Regions from separate parts of the Capra hircus genome. Here region 1 is linked to region 2. Evidence: chromatin contacts called from public Hi-C data. All regions are on one chromosome and are shown on one strand. Each heading gives the region's core, a stretch centred on a gene start, on an enhancer-like site or on the middle of the called end of the contact. The rest is flanking DNA. Distances are from core to core; before and after follow the strand shown. Region 1 holds the start of AGO2 (protein argonaute-2). Region 2 holds the start of TRAPPC9 (trafficking protein particle complex subunit 9).

Region 1 (2,989 bases), core at 280-2,779, 140 kb before region 2:
GTACCTTCTTACCCAGGCCACCTGGGTTCCTAAACACACGTTCAGCTGAGTAGCTGCCTAGGGTCACCTGTGGATTTGTGTTTCCACAGCATGAGGGTCAGGTGGAGAGGTGGTCTGGGCAGCTATGAGGGTGGGGGTGGTGGGCAGAGGATTAGATGGGGAAGAATGGACATCTCTGAGGCTGATGCCATGGGACCTCCTCATTCATATCGATTACTCGGTGAAGATGGAAGCCTTTTGACGTTTCTTTCTGGAGGGCAGGTGGATTCTCGTGCATTTATTTAAGAATGTCCTTGAGAATTGCAGAGAGAGAAACAAACCTACTGGACGCTTGCAGGCAGAACTCCCGTTCATCTTTGTACCATCCTAGGCAAGCGGAACACAGCCACCGGTACACGGTGTCAGATAATACTTGCTTACCCGAGGAAGAAAGGAGCAGGCAAATATGTTAAAAAGATGACAAGCAATTTTGGACTGTATTTCACCTTCCGGTTTCTAATCCCTCATCAAGCAGGGGAGAAAGGTGTTGACCTCTGGCTGGCCTCCCTGGAAATGGCTCCGAAAAACAAAAACTGGATGCAAGGGTTTGGCTGGAGGGAGAACGTTTCTGCACGAGGGGGGCGAACACAGAGATGTACGGAGGAGCACGAGGGCGTCCGTAAAGGAACAGGGGAGGCCCCGAGGGCTGGAATGAGGAGTTACAGTTTGATCTGATCACGGATAGCGGCTAAAATTGACCACAACCTGAAGCTCTTTACAGGGATTCTCTAGGTAGGTTCTCCGCCGGGAGGTGGCGGTGTGGTAGTGTGCGAGGACCCGGGCGCGTTCAAGTTCAAGCTCCGGGTCCGGAGGAACCTTCGCGACATTCATGTTTCCTCCTTTATCGCTTAAAAGAGCCCGGCTGCGACGCCGGGGCCCTGGGGCGCGGGCGGCACCGCGTCCACACGGGGCCCCAGCTCGGCCGGCGCGGTGGGGGCTCGGGATGGGGAAGGGTCCGCTTGCGCGCGCGGGGAGGCGAGGGCTGTGTTTTCTTTTCTTTCTTCCCGGTCTCGGCGACGGGGGTAGGCGGACAGCGCCGCGCCGCCTGCTCCGCCCAGTCGGAGGAGACGTCGCGCTTCTGAGTGGCTGCAGGGTCCCCCCGGCCCCGCGTGCGCCCCCGCTACGGGGCCTCGCGCCACCCTCGCCGGCGCCGGCCGGGTCCGCCGTGCCCCCCGCCCGCCTCGGCCGCCGCGCTGGTCTGCCCCGCCCCCGCCGCGCGGGCCCCGCCCTCCCGCCCCCTCGCCCCGCCCCGCCCCCCCGCCCCCTCGCCCCGCCCCCGCCGCGCGGGCCCCGCCCCTCCCGCGCCTCCCTTCCTCTCCCGCCCCGCCCCCGCCCGCTCCCTCGCCCCGCCCCGCCCCTCCCCCGCCTGCTCCCTTGCCCCTCCCCCTCCCCTCCCCTTCCCCCCCCTCCCCCGCCCGCCCGCCCGCCCGCCGCCGCCGCCTCCGCCCGCCGCCCCGGCCGCGTCGGGTAAACCTGTTTGGCGGCCGCGCCGGGGCGGATCGTGCGGCCGGCGGCTCCCTCGCGGCTCGCGGCGTCGGGGCCCGTGGCGCGCGCGCGGCCGCCCCTCGGCCCCGGAGCCCCTCGGCGGCGCCACCATGTACTCGGGAGCCGGCCCCGGTGAGTCCGCGCGCTCCTCCCCGCGGCGGTTGGCGGGCCGGGCGCGAGCGCGGCGCGGGCGGGCGGGGGACCGCGGCCGGGGGATCGGGGGGCCTGGGGGTCGCGGGGGGCTGCCGGCCGTTCCCTCGGCCCCAGCGCGGACGCGCGGCCCCGGCCTCCTCCTCGGGCCCGAGTCGTCGGGGCGCCCCGCGCGGCCTGGGCCCTTCCCGCGCCCCGTCTCCGCCGCAGCCCGGCGGGCTGGGACCCGGCCGGAGCGCGGACTGGGCCGGGCGGCGCGCGTGTAGGCCCGAGGCCCGGGCGCCCGCCTGCCCAGCTTCCTGCGCCCGGCGCCGGGGCCCCTGCGCCGCGCGGGGCCGGCGGGGCCGAGGCCGGGGCCGCGCTCGAAGCGCCCGGGGGCGGAGAGGCCCCGGCCGGGGGCGCTGAACTCGGGGTGCGGGCGGCGCGGGGAGGAGCGCGGCCGCTGGGCGCAGACCGAGCCGCGGCGAGCCTGGAGCGCTCTCAGTTTCGTTTTTCTTTTTACCAGCACTTCTGCGGCCCCTTCTCCGAAGGAAAGTCTGGAAATGCTGAATTTTGGCCAATTCTTGCTGGTAGTTAGGACCGCGGACAGAGAGGGATAGGCAGGCGCCCTAAAACCCTAACCTGCGCGCGTCTCATTTTCATTCCAGACACACAGGCTCCTTATTCAAGTGTTAATTGCCTTTTACAATTAACTAGAGGAAGGTGAGGAGATGTGCTGATTTCCTTAGCATCTTTTCTCACTAGCCGGCCTCCCTTTCTTTAGAAAAGTTCTGAAAAACTTAGAGCAGTAACACATTTTTTAAAGAACTTTTTTGGGGGGAATGCAGAGTAGAAGGGCGATTAACTTGCTGAGGCAAGAAAATGGTCAAATGTTGTTAAGCTTTTTCCCTTCTCCCGCCAGGCACGTGGCTTCTAAATTTCCCGCTGGCCCTGCCACTTGGACAGGGCATATCCTGTCCCCTTTGTCCACCAGACTCCAGCGGGCTGAAGGCCCTGCCGGCTGGCTTCTGCCCTTTGTGGGCCCTGGCCCTCCCAAGACTCCTGCTGCTGGGGCTTTGGCCGGACCTCTTCAGGCTCTTCTCATCCATTTGGATCCCTTAACACTTTCTATTCACTAACAGTCCTGTGCCTTGTGAATACTCACTGTCTTGTTTTCTGATGTCACTTAGTTAGAAAGCTTCTCCAAGGCTGAGCCAGAGCAACTTTTAAATTGCTGTCAGCAATTTGATAGAAGAATGGTTTTAACTGTAATGGTTTTAACTGGAAGGTGACTCAGCCCTGGTGGGGAAAGGCCCAGGGCTCCAGTCCAGTCACA
Region 2 (2,700 bases), core at 184-2,683:
GACATTGTGTGCTAAACATGGATTTCTATTTCTGGCATATAGACCTCCAAGAAAGGGTAGCCTCTTTTAATGTCTGTCTTCTGTGTTCTGTAACTGTCAACCTGTGCTCTCAGGGCCAAGAAGAAGCCACTCTGGGTAGCTTTATGCAGGGTCCTGGAAACGTACTCTCAGCCTCTGGGCGCCTGTGTGGAAAATCCTTCCTGGCTGGTGTGCTGGAAATACACTCCACAGGTTTTGCCCTGAAGATGTGTTCTGTTTATAATTCATTCCCACTCCTTGGAAAACAATTCAATAAAATGCAATTGGTTTTCCACTGGGCCAGGGCAGGGATGAGGAATAGCATATTATTATTTTTTAAAAATATATAAATAATAAGTCATAAAACAGCATTGGGCACACAGCAGAGTCAATAAATGCTTGCTTGGGTAAAGTAAAGTGATGGCTCTGTTATTTATTCCATGGCTGCTGTATTGGCTGAACTATTCCTGTCCTCCACTGCAGTTTTTTTTTTTGTTGTTGTTAACTGAAAAAGAAATACATGCATACGATAAAAAATTCAAACAGAAAACTACACAAGGGAAAGAAGTTCTCCCTCATCCTCTTTTCTCTCAACCCTACAACTGTTGACAATATCTTGTGTATTTTTCAAATATGCTATGCACATTCCAACCTACGTATGTAAACTCCTTTTAAAGTTTTATTTTTTAACCTAGAAGGGTTTAAGCTCTTAAGTGGCTTCTGCCCTACCTAGTCAGCTGTGTGCAGGAACTATGAGAGCCGTTCCACACCCGGGGGTTTATTCCGAGCCCTTGACAGGACCTCTAGAGTCGGGAGTGGTTTTCCCAGGACCGGTGGGGACCAGGCACCGGCCCTCGGGCAGTCTACTCCGGGCTCCGGCTCTGACCTCCTCATCCCCGCCCAGCCGCTGTGTGTGACCAAGCAGTTAAGTCAGGCCAGGGAGGCACCCTGAGATCGTTTCCCAGCCAGTAAAAGGGGAACTTATTCTCGCCCCAAGGTAGCTCTAAGCATCGCTCCCATGCCTGCTGGTGCTTGATCCCGGGAGCGACTGGAAGCCCGGCTCGGCGCGGGCGCTGGGATCGTGATCCGGTAGGGGCTTTGCAGGGGCGGGGGCTGCAAAGGGCTCCACTCTCGAGCTGAAATTTGAGCTGCGCGCCCTGAGAGCGGGGCGCATAGGCAGAGCTTGGCCCTTCCTTTTGGGTGCGCGGCCCCAGGAGCCAAAGTTCTCTCCGTCGCAGCTGCTCCCCTCCCTCCCTTCTCCCTCCGTCTCCCTCCCCTCGCTGCCCACCGCGACCACCTCGCTCCTCAACCGCTCCCCCCGCTCCGCCCCCGGCCCTTCCCTCGCGGGGCTCGCGTCGCCGCTAAAACCTGGCGCGGGTCTCCAGGCCCGGGACCGGCTCCGCGCATGCGCAGGGGCGGTGCCGGCCTGGCCGCCAGTCGGAAGCTCCAGCTCCGAGCCCGGGGAGCGGCCGCAGAGCCTGCCCGGCCCCGCCGCCCCTCCCGCCGTTGGCGCCTGCTCCGGGCCCGGGGGCCCCGGCTGCGTAAGTGCAAGAAGGGGGTGCCACTGGGCAGGGGACCGGGCCGGCCTCGGGAGGGCTGTCCGTGGGTCACGGCGCGCGCGGGGTCGCCGGGCAGCGTGTGTCCCGCGGAGGGGCTCGACTCCGCCCGCACCTGCCGCGGCCACCTGCCCCGGCCCGGCTGCCCTGCGGCCCGGCCTCCCCCGTCCGCGCCCGCGCCCGTCCCGCCCCGGCCCGCACCTGCCGCCTCTCGGGCCCGGCCCGGCCTCCCCTCCGCGGGTGCCGGCCGTCCCCGGCCCGTCCCCGGCCCCTGCCCCCGGCCCCGGCCCCCGACCGGGGGTCTGCGGACGCGGCTGGGACCGCCCGGCTCTCGGTTTCCTCTCTTCCTCCATCTCCTCTGGGTTCTAAGTGGCTCAGATCCCGCGCGGCGGCGTCAGGCACAGTCTCCCGCGGTTGAGCTTCCGAAATTGTCAAGTCCAGCTTCTCTCGGCCGAGTCTCGGAAATGCAGAGCCGGTGCCCGCCTGGGTCTCCGCCCCCAGTCCATCTGCCCCGCGCGAACGGCTTTCCACGCGGAGTGCTGGTGTCAGGGTGGGATGCTTGTGGATTCCACTTGTTCTTACAGAGGGATCCACAGTGCCGAAGGCAGGCCCGGGTTAGTTAAAAATGAGCAGAAGGCTGTGACCTCCTCCTCCCTCTTCTCTGCTCCTCCCCACCCAGTTTAAAGGCAACTGGCGATTTTTAAAAGGTAGTTATAGTCTCTTCCTAGTCGGGCCCAGCTAGTGTTCCCTAGTATGAAATAACACTACTAGAGACATGATGCGGGAGAACCAGGAATCTTGCCATCCTTAAAGATCCCTTGGCCAGGTTTTTTCTTAAATTCTGGGCCTGTCTAGTGCAATAGAGGGAAAAATAGTTAAGAAATATTTTATCAAGTAACAGCTTTATTAAGAGAATGTGAATACGGTAAAGTCCACCCATTTAAATTGTACACTTAAGTGGTTTTCAGGGTATTCCCAGTTGTGCAACCATTATTAATCCAGACCATTTTCATCACTTCAAATAGAAATTCCATACCCATTGTCAGTCTCCTTTCCTGCACCCGCAACAGCAACAAATTTACTCTGTGTCTCCAAGGAGTTGCATATTTGGGGCATTTCATGTAAA

Evidence for each region. Hi-C and Micro-C count contacts between places; a contact is called where the count stands out from the background.
Region 1: a contact with region 2 is called in a Hi-C map of blood, with 2.3 times the contacts expected there. The contact joins the promoter of AGO2 here to the promoter of TRAPPC9 in region 2. A contact is called at or near these places in 4 of 5 Hi-C or Micro-C datasets (blood and liver).

What each region holds. Positions count from the first base shown.
Region 1 is chr14:79,073,485-79,076,473 of ARS1.2, reverse strand. It overlaps AGO2 (protein argonaute-2), which reads left to right and starts at 1,529. Exons shown (of 19, transcript XM_018058614.1): 1 at 1,529-1,656. The coding sequence starts at 1,635.
Region 2 is chr14:78,932,561-78,935,260 of ARS1.2, reverse strand. It overlaps TRAPPC9 (trafficking protein particle complex subunit 9), which reads left to right and starts at 1,433. Exons shown (of 23, transcript XM_018058608.1): 1 at 1,433-1,559.